Regions from separate parts of the Xenopus laevis genome. Here region 2 is linked to region 1. The links are chromatin contacts, called in public Hi-C maps. All regions are on one chromosome and are shown on one strand. Each heading gives the region's core, a stretch centred on a gene start, on an enhancer-like site or on the middle of the called end of the contact. The rest is flanking DNA. Distances are from core to core; before and after follow the strand shown. Region 1 holds the start of ccdc71l.L (coiled-coil domain-containing protein 71L). Region 2 holds the start of sypl1.L (synaptophysin-like protein 1).

What was found. A called contact is a pair of places that touch in the nucleus more often than the background predicts.
Region 2: a contact with region 1 is called in a Hi-C map of the XL177 cell line, with 4 times the contacts expected there. The contact joins the promoter of sypl1.L here to the promoter of ccdc71l.L in region 1. A contact is called at or near these places in 2 of 4 Hi-C or Micro-C datasets (the XL177 cell line and the XTC cell line).

The regions. Positions count from the first base shown.
Region 1 is chr3L:82,983,033-82,989,193 of Xenopus_laevis_v10.1, reverse strand. It overlaps ccdc71l.L (coiled-coil domain-containing protein 71L), which reads right to left and starts at 2,569. Exons shown (of 1, transcript XM_018252648.2): 1 at 1-2,569. The coding sequence starts at 2,241. The coding sequence ends at 1,600.
Region 2 is chr3L:83,145,722-83,151,882 of Xenopus_laevis_v10.1, reverse strand. sypl1.L (synaptophysin-like protein 1) reads right to left here and starts at 2,901. Exons shown (of 6, transcript XM_018252650.2): 1 at 2,743-2,901; 2 at 2,335-2,406. The coding sequence starts at 2,403.

The DNA of each region.
Region 1 (6,161 bases), core at 1,320-3,819:
GACGCCAGAGGCCTATTTCTTAATGCTACAGTATCCTTCAGCAGTACCTCATCCATATAGAGCAACAGTCACATTTTAGGTATTTACTGTTAATAAATATCCTTCCTGAAGTACAATATTTACAAAATTTCACAAAACTGTGCACGGACAACATTGCTGTATATCCTCAAATAAGCCAGCTAAATATAAAGACTATACCCAGTTCCACTGAAGTAATGACTTAGTTCTGTTTATAGCACATGAGCAGAAAGCTAAAATTCTAATATGTTGTCCAGTAAGGCATGGTAGAAACACTGCGCCACATGTATTTACAGGGGAAAAATAATAGTGCTTACCAAATCATATAGATTTACTAAAACAGTTAGGTTGTACTTGCTTTGCCCTTGCAATTTCAAGTTAAAAGAAAGAAAATAAAATTTGCATAAACTTGCATTTACTTTGTCACAGTTCTTTAAGATCATAACACTTGGCAACTAGCACACATTAAAGTGAAATGATACAGAGTACAAAACAGAAAAGTAACTAGTCTTTGGATAGTGACTTCTGTGGAGTTCAAGAACGGTTGAGGTAGTTGTTGCCTATATGACAGCCACTATATCATTGGGACATCCTCCCCAACAGAAGTCTTTGCATAAACAAGTGTGTTCATAACTGGCACTGAAATGTGGCAGATCAGAGCCTCCAGGTGAGTGGGCAAAAAATGTACCATGTCAAAAGCCCATTCATTTACAGGCTTAACTGGTAAAGTGATGGCACACCTCCGATTCAGACTCAGTCAAAAGATAAGTGTGATATTGCATTGTTAATTCTATACAGATTCATAAATAAGCATGTTCTAGAGATTCAGGCTGATCCTTTAAAAAAAAAATCATCATTCACATCATTACAGCAGCCAGAAGTTAGACTAGAAGAGGAATAAAGTCATTACAAAGATTCTGTAGCATCTACTCCAAGTGAGGTCACACCAAACTGAGAAGCAACTAGGCCAAAAGATTACAATTTTTTGTTTTTTTTCTTTTTACAGGGATTCCATAGCCACCAATAAAAATTGTGCCATGATGGAGGCCAGCAAATTAGCCAGCCAGTTCATTTGGAGGATATCCAACTTTGAGAACTCCACCAGGCCATGAGCTACAGCTTCTAGAATCCCCAAATGCCTTGCAATAATTATGGATGCTAGGAGTGCTAATTCAGCCACTGGAGAGCACATTGCATATCTATTGCATAAGCCCCTTTGGTGCCCAAAAACTGCTTCTTTGAGGGTCATCCTCCATCCCCCCCACCCTAATGAGGCAGTTTGGGGCTGCACCATAGTTACTGACATAATGGAAAGACAAAGTAGAGCCCCTTACTCCCAGGACAAGACAGTAGTGGCTTCTCAGTATTTCCTTTAGAGCACAGTTCATCATACAGATCAGTAACTTTCCATATTCCTTTAGCAGAAAGTAGTAACGTTTGTAGTAAAGTGCAGCGGGAATAAAGAATAAAGGGGACATGTAAACAGGCTGACTAGGCGCTGGGGCGAGCACCTTCAGAGGACTGTGTGCCCCCAAGTCTCCAGCAGTAAAAGTGCACAAGGAGCAAAGCTCGGTTGCCTTTTCAAGAAGAGGAAAGGACGGGGAAGCGTTTGATCCTCACCACAGGCTGCAGGTTGACCTGTAAGATCTCCTGGGCACGCCTGCACGCGTCCAACACTTTAGCTTTACACGACACATCCCTGACCCGTATGCTGGGGAACATGGAAAGCGTAGGAGTGGCCGCCTTCCAAATCTCCTCAATGGATCTGTCCAGGTGAGGGAGTCCCGGGACGTCCGATGGGGTCGGGCTGCTACAGCCACTGCTGCCCGTCTCCTCGCTGCCCCCAGCGCTGTCAGCTCTGTCCCGCCGCCGGCGTTTTTGGCAAGTAAGCCGCGTGCCTCTCCGCTTTCTCTTGACAGGCGGCTTTCTCGGTGGAGCCACTGCTGTTGCCGCTTGCGGCTTCTCCTTCAGGTTTCTGTGGGAAAAATAGCTGGGGTCCGGGACCACGGAGCGACAGGAGGAGTAGCCATACACGTCCTTGCTGCGAAGGATGACCGGGGAGAAGTCCTGCTTGAGGCTGCAGAGGAAGTTCCACAGCTCTGTGTCCGAGCTCATGAATTGCTTGGATTCTGGCACGAACATCTCCAGCGCGTCCTCCAGCGGCTTAGTGCCGGCAAACAGCAGCAGCTGCGACCTGGAATATACAACTTTTTCTTCTTCCATCGTATCCCGCCACTAACCTCATTTATTTCTATTGCGTGCGTGTCGGCGGTCAAATAGTTAAACGAGTAAAAAGTTAACCGCTGACCTAGCTCATCTGGAGCGGCGCCGCCGCCCCCCTTCTGGCCGCCTGAATTAAAGCAGGGAGCTCCAATACAATCCTGACAACAAAATGGCTTCTTCAAACAGTCTCTACAGTTGGCTATATAGCGGCTTCTTTGAAATACGACATACCTAAGCCCCGCCTACTTTTAGGGATCTGGCGCACGGAGTGGATAATAGCGGTCTGCCCGCTGCGTTATTGGACAGCTTGTGACTCAATGGGCGGAGCAAAAGAACGTCAGGGGGTGCCTGAAGTGGAGCGATGTATGGTGAAACCAACCTGGTCAGCCGGCGGCGGCCATATTGTTTCGACATCAAGAGTTACTTTGTTTAATAAACGTGTTAAGAAGTTATTTTTTCCTTTAAAACACGTTTGCACGTTTTACACGATACTTTGTAAGCTTTTACTTTGCTGTTCCCTAGAGAATGATCCATACTAATAGATGTCAAGAAAGAAACCAGGGTTATGAGATTGCCTTTCAAAGTTGCCAGTGTACTTTAGAATAAACAGTCTACTGTGTTGAACCTGTTTTAAAATATGTGTTTAACGTTTCTCTCTTTTAATCACTAAATGAAGATTAATGACTTAACATTATCAGTTTGCTGGTATGATTGGAATATGGACATAAGAATATGAAGATATTTATCATTTTGGTAGCGCGCACACAATCCAACACTCAATTTGGCCTTCAAATTATGATATAGTTTATTGATACGTTTCCAACAGAACCCTCACATTCTTGAGACTTTGATATATCTCCCAACATTAGGAAACCCAAAGAGGAAAATGATTAACTACTGCCATTAACATACTTGCTATGCTCACTTTGAAGCCACACACCAAAAATAACACACCCAATTGCAGAAAATACACCCCTTTTACATGGTTGGAACAACAGACATACTATGGCTCCAGCATTTCATGAAGAACTGTAGTTATCAAGCAAGAGAGTGGTGGTCTGAAGAATTTCATAACAGACACAGTGGTGGGCAAATATTGTGAGTGGAGGCAGCAGTTATTGCTAGCAACCACCATGCAAAAGCAATGTGTTTTTTCCCTATTCTTTGGCATATGTAGGATAGGAGCTGTGAGCAAAAAAAAAAAAAATAAGTCCATATAAAATTATTTGCTTATAAAGTTCTAGTAAATTTACAGTGCCCAGCCAGCTCACACTTGTATCCCTACAAGTCAGACACCAAATATCTACAAGATAGAGCCAGTGCACACTAGGTTCAAGGGGGGAGACAAGCAGTGAATCAATATAGTGTAAAATATCACATCACCATTTTTTGTGTTTTACAGGTGATTATTCAGTAGACACCGTTGTGTTAACAGTCAGCTTTAAAGCAAGTATAGGTCAACTTTTCACCAAAACAGCTTATAAAGTGGAGCAAGATATTGGCATCTGAGGAAGTTGACAAAGATGAAGCATGTCAGGTCGTGACATCAATAGAAGGCGACTCTAACGATAAACATGGTAAGGCAGTGAGGAAACTTTTAAAGGGGAAGCCAAAATATGGATTTTTTATTTGATATCCTGTTTTATTGTACAAATGATGAAAATGCATTTTTTAATTTAAATATATTTTCTAAAAGGTATTTTACACTATTTGGCACTATATGTCCTACAGCAATCCAGCAACCAAGGAGTACACCTAGTCTACTGGCAAAGGAATACAATAAATACAATATTGTTTGATCTTGCGCGTACCCATCCATTACTAATGGGTTATACGGTTATTTTGCTCCACTTTATAAGCTCTTTTGGTGGAAGGTAGACCTATCCTTGCTTTAAAGTTGACCCTTAACACAACAGTGTCTATTGGCAAACATAAAAAGGATGCTGTGCTATTTTATTAGAAATACTACACAATATAGATTTACTGACTGTCTTCCCTTGAGTATAGTATGTGCTGGCTCTTTCTTTTAGAAACACATAAGTCCAGGGCTCAAAAGGGATAAGGAAAGATTGAAAAACTCAAAGGAAGTGGACTTGTCTTTGGGACAAATGCTGCAGGGGATGATCTATTTACTATAGCTCAACATCACAAAATATTCAGCCTTAAATAGGTTAATAACACAAATAACTGAAAAAAAGATTAGCTAGTAGATAAAAAATCAGACAAAATAATTTACAAAAATAGGATAGAAATAGTTAGAATGTTGATTTTAATGAATGATGTTCAAACTTATAAATTACCTTTATAATACAATCAATGATCTATAGAGATACACAGAGCAATTGTAATTGGCTGAACTAACTAATTCTTAGCTGGTACTACAGGTATATATTAGATGTACTGGGTACATGTATCTGGAAACACTAGCATACATGACTATAATATAGTCATAAGGTACAATTAGGTATTAATCAATTATTTGTTTTAAAGGAACATGGAAACCCTTACAACTGTGTCCATACATTAGGGCACCTAAAAATAGCTGCTTACCAACCTTCAAAATATGAATGATTAGGCAGGCTAACATCATATCCTGATAAGGAAGCACTTCTAGATTTAGACCCCAGGAAGTTGAAGTAGGTTGGCGGAACTAATATGGTGGCCACAAATTTCACATAGAGAAGGATTTTATTCAGGCTCACATATTGTAATGCATGGAGTTTTGAGCAAAAAAAATATAGCAATTTGCAAGGTGCTAACATAAATTACTCTGTGGCAAAATAGTGTTAGGTGGATATTAATTTTGTAAAATCAATGGTATTCTATTTAATGGTTTAAGAATCCATGCTTTAGATACCAGCATTCAAGTCAAACTTTGCTACGTACTTTTATGATATAGACTTCCTCTTAATTTCACAAGAAATTCTATTTCAGTATGCAAACATTAGCAGATATCTGCATAGTTACCTGTGTGAAATGTGTGAATTCGTCAGGACTTACCAAACAGCACTTTATCACTACTGTATATGACATATAGGAGACCTGAAACCCCAAAGCCCTTCCCCTTAGGCAGTAATTGAAAAGTTATCCTAACTTGAACCCAACAATGGGTCACATTTATTAAACTACCTTGGATCTCATACCCTAATTAGGCATAGTGTTTGATCTACAAGGTCAACTATTTATATAACTAAAATATGGACTAATGTTGAATTCAGCATCCTTTTTGAGGGACTTTGAAGGCTAAATTTCTTTAGGTACTAACACTTATGTTCTGCATTGTTGTGAGCCAAACAGAAATAGCTGCCATGTACAGATCTAATACTGGAAATAATGAGGCATAAATTGATTTATTGACTTATATTTAGTCACATAAACTAATTGCAATGAAGACATTTTAGTTAAAATTACAGGTGTGACATTCTCAGAACATTTATGATCTTGTCATCTTGTATTAGATAATGATCTTGCATGTAAGAGGGGACAGTCTGAAGTGACATCCATTGCACACTCAGCTTTAGTAAAATATACACAATTGATGATATATGTAAGATTTAATTTGGCTGTACACATACATTAAGATATTTGCCCGAATCTCCCACCCAGACTAAGGGCAAGTCTGAAGCCAATATTGGTCTGTGTATGGCCAGCTTTACTTCAGCTGGGCATGTAAGAAAGATGTGCTACCTTTACTTGGCACCTTGTGCTGGTTATTAGTTTGACCTATCAGAATGGTTTGTTAAACTGGTTGTTAGAAACTGATGTGCTGTGTAACTATCAAACATTTTGAGCCTTGGCACAAATCATCTGTTAAGAAGGATTTAACAATGCTAAACCAAACAGTGTTGACCTTAGAAAAGTAAATTATAAGACAGAAAATAAACTCTCAGTACAGGCAATTAGTCAGGGCAGGCTGCAAA
Region 2 (6,161 bases), core at 1,652-4,151, 160 kb before region 1:
GTTGCTAGGGTCATAGCAACCAGATTGCTGAAATGAAAACTGCATAGCTGCTAAACTAAAAAATTAAAACTAATAGCAATTTGTCTCAAAATATCACTCTCTACAACATCATACTGAAGGCTCAGCAACCCCTTGAACAGGCATCCAACTCACAACTGGTCCATGTGAACAGCCTAACTTTTGCAATCCAGGGGGTTAGTTTATATCATATTTAGACTTGCTTTCTGAGAATACATAGCAAGCAAAACAATATTGCTGTTTGTTAATATAACAAAGGGAAAAAACAAACAAAACACCACATACACACCCATAAGGATAACAAAACATTTAATCTTCACCTACAAATTTTGCTTGGGGGTAGATACTCACTTTAGAAAGTAAACTCAGTTACTTGAGAGACAACAAAATTACCCCACAGATTGTTGTTAATTTTCCATCTATGCCAACAAAACACAGAATATTATATAATATATAAAAAATGAGTGTGACCAGCACTCCCTGAAAAGGTTATTCCAATGAACGGATTCCATATATAAATAAAAAATATAGGCAGTTATCAACCAGCAAGAGGACCTTTCGCAAGACAACCCCTGATTGGTTTTAAACAACAAAGCAAAAAATATCACATAAGGGAGCTGCCTCTGTTGAAAGATATGTAGTTGGTGGAGTAGTAACCCAGCCCCCAACAAAAATCAATAGCCTGGGTGGATCCAGTAAAATGTGTATCCATATAATAAAAATTAAATATTTATAGGTGGTTATCAACATTTCAGGTCCCAGCAAGAGGACCTTTCTCAAAGAAAACATAGATGTTTTAAATAGACTCTATGGGATATGACTGTTTCAGAAACGACTGGATTTCATAATAAAATGGTTTAGCCCTTACTGGTCTTTTATATTGATTAAGAAACGTGCAACATTGCATGTATTTGCAGCTTCCACCTCAGAATATTGTGAGTGGCCGATGGAACACATGGGCACTGACCGTTAAATTCAAAAACACGTTTAAAACAGTTATGGGTAGAATTCATCATACAGCTCTTCCTGTGGCAGACACTGGCGGTGATCAGCAGAAATCTCAGAAGCCCTTCAGTATATAACGGACAATAGCAAAGGTGCCCCTACAAATAAAGGAGTTGTTCACCTTTGTATGATGTTGAGTGGGATTGATATTCAGAGACAATTGGCAATTGGTTTTCATTTTTTATTATCTGTGGTTTTTGAGTTATTTAGCTTTTTATTCAACAGCTCTCCTTTTGGCACTATGGTTGCTAGGGTCTAATTACCCTAGTAACCATACCCTGATCTGAATTAGAGACTGGAATATGAATGGGCGAGGGCCTAGCTAGAATGAGGAGTAATAAAAAGTAGCAATAACAAATTTGTACCACCGATATAGGCGCACGTTAAACAAAACAGGTAAAAATGGTGCTATTGTCATAAATCACAAGATCTTCTTGAATCCAAGTTAGGATTAAAATTAAAACAAGGTAAGAGTCAACCTTATACCGATTACAAGACAATAGTTTCCGTTATTTCGAGGTAGAGGAATGAAAGCGACGTTGATATAATCGAGTGTTCACTCCTGTAAGTGAGGAAAGTATTGTGACAGAGAAACGGTTAGCGCCGATGCACAAAGTTGCGACAGAAAGTCCCACGCACGCAGCCTACAGGAGCAATGTAATGAGCAGAGAGACGCGCTATCTCTGGAACAATCCCATCTCGTGATCCCCCAATAGCACTTGAACTCCACCCATACTTGGCAAATAAGAAACAGCAGCCGCCAGCGCCCATGTCTGATACGGAAAAGTTCTGCCACCCCCGCTACCAAAACCCCGCCTTGCGTGCGGCATGGAGAAGATAATGTTCATCTCCCCCCCCCACACACACCGCTACACTAAACTTTTCCACAATAACAACTTTAATACGAATCGATTGTTTTAGTAAATTCCCCCCTTGGCCAGTAGTGGTACAGCTCTACCTCCAGTGCTACAGGTACGAGCCCTTACTCCCCATTAAGAGTGAGAGATTAGCCAAACAGTGCGAGTGAGGCATTGCATGATTTCCTCAGCCAGTCCCGTGACTCAGGGAGGCAACACAAGAGCGCGTGTATGTCACCTGTCAGTGATCACTGGAGGCCTCCCACGGACCTGTAACCTTCCTTATTCATTTCTCACGGCTACAAAACTCGCACAATTCGGAACAAAACCGAGTTGCTACTCGAAGGCTCGCAAGATGGGAAAGAATCACAAGTACAATGTAAATACGGTCATAACTACCTACATGACCGTCCATTGTCAGAGGGCCCTTCCCCTCCCATATGTTTAGACTCACCCATTCCAATAGTTTGATAAATCCCAGGGGCTCCTTCAGCGGGCCGAAGTTCAACTGCCAGGCAACCATTTTCTGCAAGAGAGACACAAACAGGATGAAGATGATCACGATAGGCCAAGACACGAGTGCAACTTTTAGCCCAGGCCACGCAATGTAGCTGCGGCCTCCTCCACTACCTGATTCAGCCGGCTGATTTCCTGCAACCGGTAGCCCCGCCCCAGGGGAGGGCACGAGCCTAATCTAATCAAAATCATACCCGCTTTAATTCCACTGGCTCCTCCTTCTTAACACCCGGGTTTACTGCTGCCTGGCTGCTCCCTTCCTGCTCGGACCTGGGTTTTGATTTAATATAACGGTCTCTCTGATTGACTAACTACATTATGTATCGTGCCGTTTTCCGAAAATTACCGAATAAATGTCTTTAGGCGACAACTTTCGCGCTGCACTCCCCTTGACGCCCACGTCCCCTCTGTCCTGCCTTCCTAATACAGTTCAGATTGTAGCCTCGCCCGCCTGTTGTTTCTAGTTATTCGCCTCAAGAGGTTGCTGCTGCACTGCGCGCTAGTCCGGTGACAGCTTCTTAATGGTGGGTGGGGCCTCGCTAAGTATTCGTTATGATTGAGTATCTAGCCAATATCTCGTCACAGAACAAGCTGTGTCGTTAGTTATGGTTACAGATCATACCAGAAAGGCTTGTGTGCACACAGTATTGTCTTGAAGTAGTGGCTTAATTAAACATACCCACAGTTCAGGGTTGCCAGGTGTAATTTTCAAAACCAGCCAAACTCAGCTACAAAACTAGCCAAGAGGTACTTCAAAATTAGCCCAAAAATAGCACAATACATGCAGTGAAAAAAAGTATAAAAAACAAATGAATATATGTGAAAAAAAGCCTTCAAATTCTCACTGTTTTGCAAGTTTTGCAAATTTTTAACTGTGACAGATTCACCAGTGGCCTAATTCATATACAATTTCAATAAATATTGGTAAAACAGATCAACCTCTGGACATTTTCGTGTCCAGCAGTTTTTTGGCCCCAAAATTGAGGAAAATCGCCAGAAAATGTTAGAATAGAACGGGAGACTAGGGTACAGAGCCCAAAATCTGGTAACTCCCATTGCATGCGTATGAGTATTGTAGTCTTACATTTTTGTGGCAGTTGGCAACATACTTAAAAACTACACTACCCACCATGCATTGGGAGACAGGCTTGGCACATTAGGGAAAGAAAAAAAATTTGTCTGGTTTCCAAAGTACAAACCAGCCAAAGGCCCAAAAAGTAGCCCAAATCCTTACCTTGGCTAGTTTGTACTTTCAAAACCCACGTGGGTTTTAAATTAGTAGCCCAATTTGGCTAGAAAACCGCCAACCTGGCAACCCTGCCAATTTATATTACCGGTATAACAATTCTGTTAAAGGTGGAGGTAGTGTATCTATGAGAAAAAGCGGTGTAGTTTGTTGGCTACTGAGGCTGCTGTCAGGTCATGTTTCAGACTGTGATGGTCAAAGGACTAAAGCTGGCCATTGCAGATCCCATTAGTGGGCCCACACAACACCAACCCCAAAACATTTCTTAGGGCTCTTACTCACTGGCGTTCTGACCTGCGCTCCCCTGCGTTCCATTTTTTGGCGTTCAGCCGCAGGGGAGCGCAGGAATAGACGCATGTCATTATTTCAAATGGGGCTGTACTCACTCAGGCGCGTGTAGGCGCCGAACGCAGGAAAAATGCAGCATGTTGCGTCTCAACCTGCCTTCGGCGCCTACACGCGCCTGAGAGAGTACAGCCCCATTTGAAATAATGACATGCGTCTATTCCTGCGCTCCCCTGCGGCTGAACGCCAAAAAACAGAACGCAGGGGAGCGCAGGTCAGAACGCCAGTGAGTAAGAGCCCTTAGAGTACTACCCTTACCCTGCCTGATAGTCATTAATGGGTTGTTGTAGAGAGTGCTATTCTGAGACAATTTACAATTTGTCTTCATTTATTGTTTTTTTTATTTAGCTTTTTGTTCAGCAGCTCTCCAGTTTTGAATTTTAGCAGCTATCTTGTTAGAGTCCAAATTACCCTAGCGCCCAGCAAATGGTTTAAATACAAAGTAACCTTAACAATTAAATTGTAGCCTCAAAAAGCATAAATTTTTTGGCTGCCAGGGGGTCACTGAACCTCATTTGAAAGCTGGAAATAATCAGAAGTGGGAAACAAATAGTTCCAAAGCTATAAAAGATAAAGACTAATTAGTCAGTTGCTAAGAATTTCCATCTATTGCGGCGCATGCACAGTTGCTGCTCCAACTGCGCAGGCGCCGCTCCACAAATCTCATTCTTAAAGGAGAAACAAACCTGGACCTGGAAGATGGCGGCCATGAACTCAGATCCCTGAATCTGCACGTACGGTACGTAAAAAGTTAGGGGCATTTGCCCCGGGTAGCAGTTAGGCTGGGGGGGGGTCTATGTGGGGTGGGGGGGTAGGTTTTTTTTTTTAAATAAGGGGTTTGTTTCTCCTTTAAGTACCAAGCTATTTTATACTTGTGATGTAGATGAGCAAAATTAATATTTGTCTTCCAACCCAGGGAGCCATACAGTGTCTTGTGTGCACTTTTTGTCAGGGACTCTTCTGCTGGCACTGCCACCTGAGTCAAGAGGGCCATGCTGCTAACCATTCCCATTTTTTCTATACTAAAGAGCAACATTTCCCACAAAAAAATACATTTATCTCTTAATGCTAGCAGCACTTGTTTAACACCTTGTAAAGTGCCACCTGACGCAAGGTTTTACCTCATAGCAAATATGGCCCTGTTCTTTTATAGAACTAAAGATGTATTAATTCCTTATGTTCTACAGGTGCTGTGCTCAGGGAATATGGCAGTGTAAATCCATCAGCATTTCTTTTTATAATTTTTGCCATGCAATACCTGTTTTCCTGTCAAGAAGAACTTACATATAGTGCTGTAGAAACTGTACACCCCAGGGACATAACAGAAGCTAAACCTGCTACTGCTGTGCAGGTGGAGGAATGTAGTGGGCCCATTGGGGCCCTGAATGATAATTCTGTGAAAACATGTCTTCCTCCACATGTTATGATGGTCTTATAGAAGTTTGCTATGGAGGCAACTGTAGTCAGACCACTATACATAACCCTTTATTATAGTAAAATGGTGTAGTGTGAAATTTGGTAAAGGATTGACTTGATTTGACTCCTCATTCTTTAGTTTTTACATCAGAAAGAGAAAACAACATGAAGCCCACCGCCCACCTCTACATAGCAAACTACAAGAAAAAATGTTTCTGCTCGGAATGAAAAATATATGCAGTGTATTTATAAGTAAAATCCCTTAGGAAACAGTTCCAAGAATTGCATAATGCTCCAGATAAGTAAAATGACAGGTTCAACATTTTCATTGGATGCTTTATTTGCAGGTTACAAACTATTGGTGGGTTCTGGATAAATGCCCCTTTTGACCACTTTTTAAAAGGCCCTGTCTGTTGTGTTTAGTAATACCTGCCATCTGACCATTGAATTCAGTGCTATTAATAATAATTTTACAATAAAGGCAGCAACCCTAGCTGTGAAGCCAGTCATACCAAAATATGTGACTACCTTACCCTCCTGTCTGGTACATTGAATGCCAGAAATATATTTTATACTGCTCTGTGGGGAGGGTTGCTACCTTTTCTGGAAAATGTTTTTGTTATTTCTGCTTTATCCCCTATTAATAAAATCATAATACAATAAAAGGGTTTTAGCGGCTGTGTTTATAATATACTGTCCAGGGGGCAACCCTTTCTGCAGGGTTCAGAAGAAGAAGAAGAAGCTGTTTTGCACTTTCA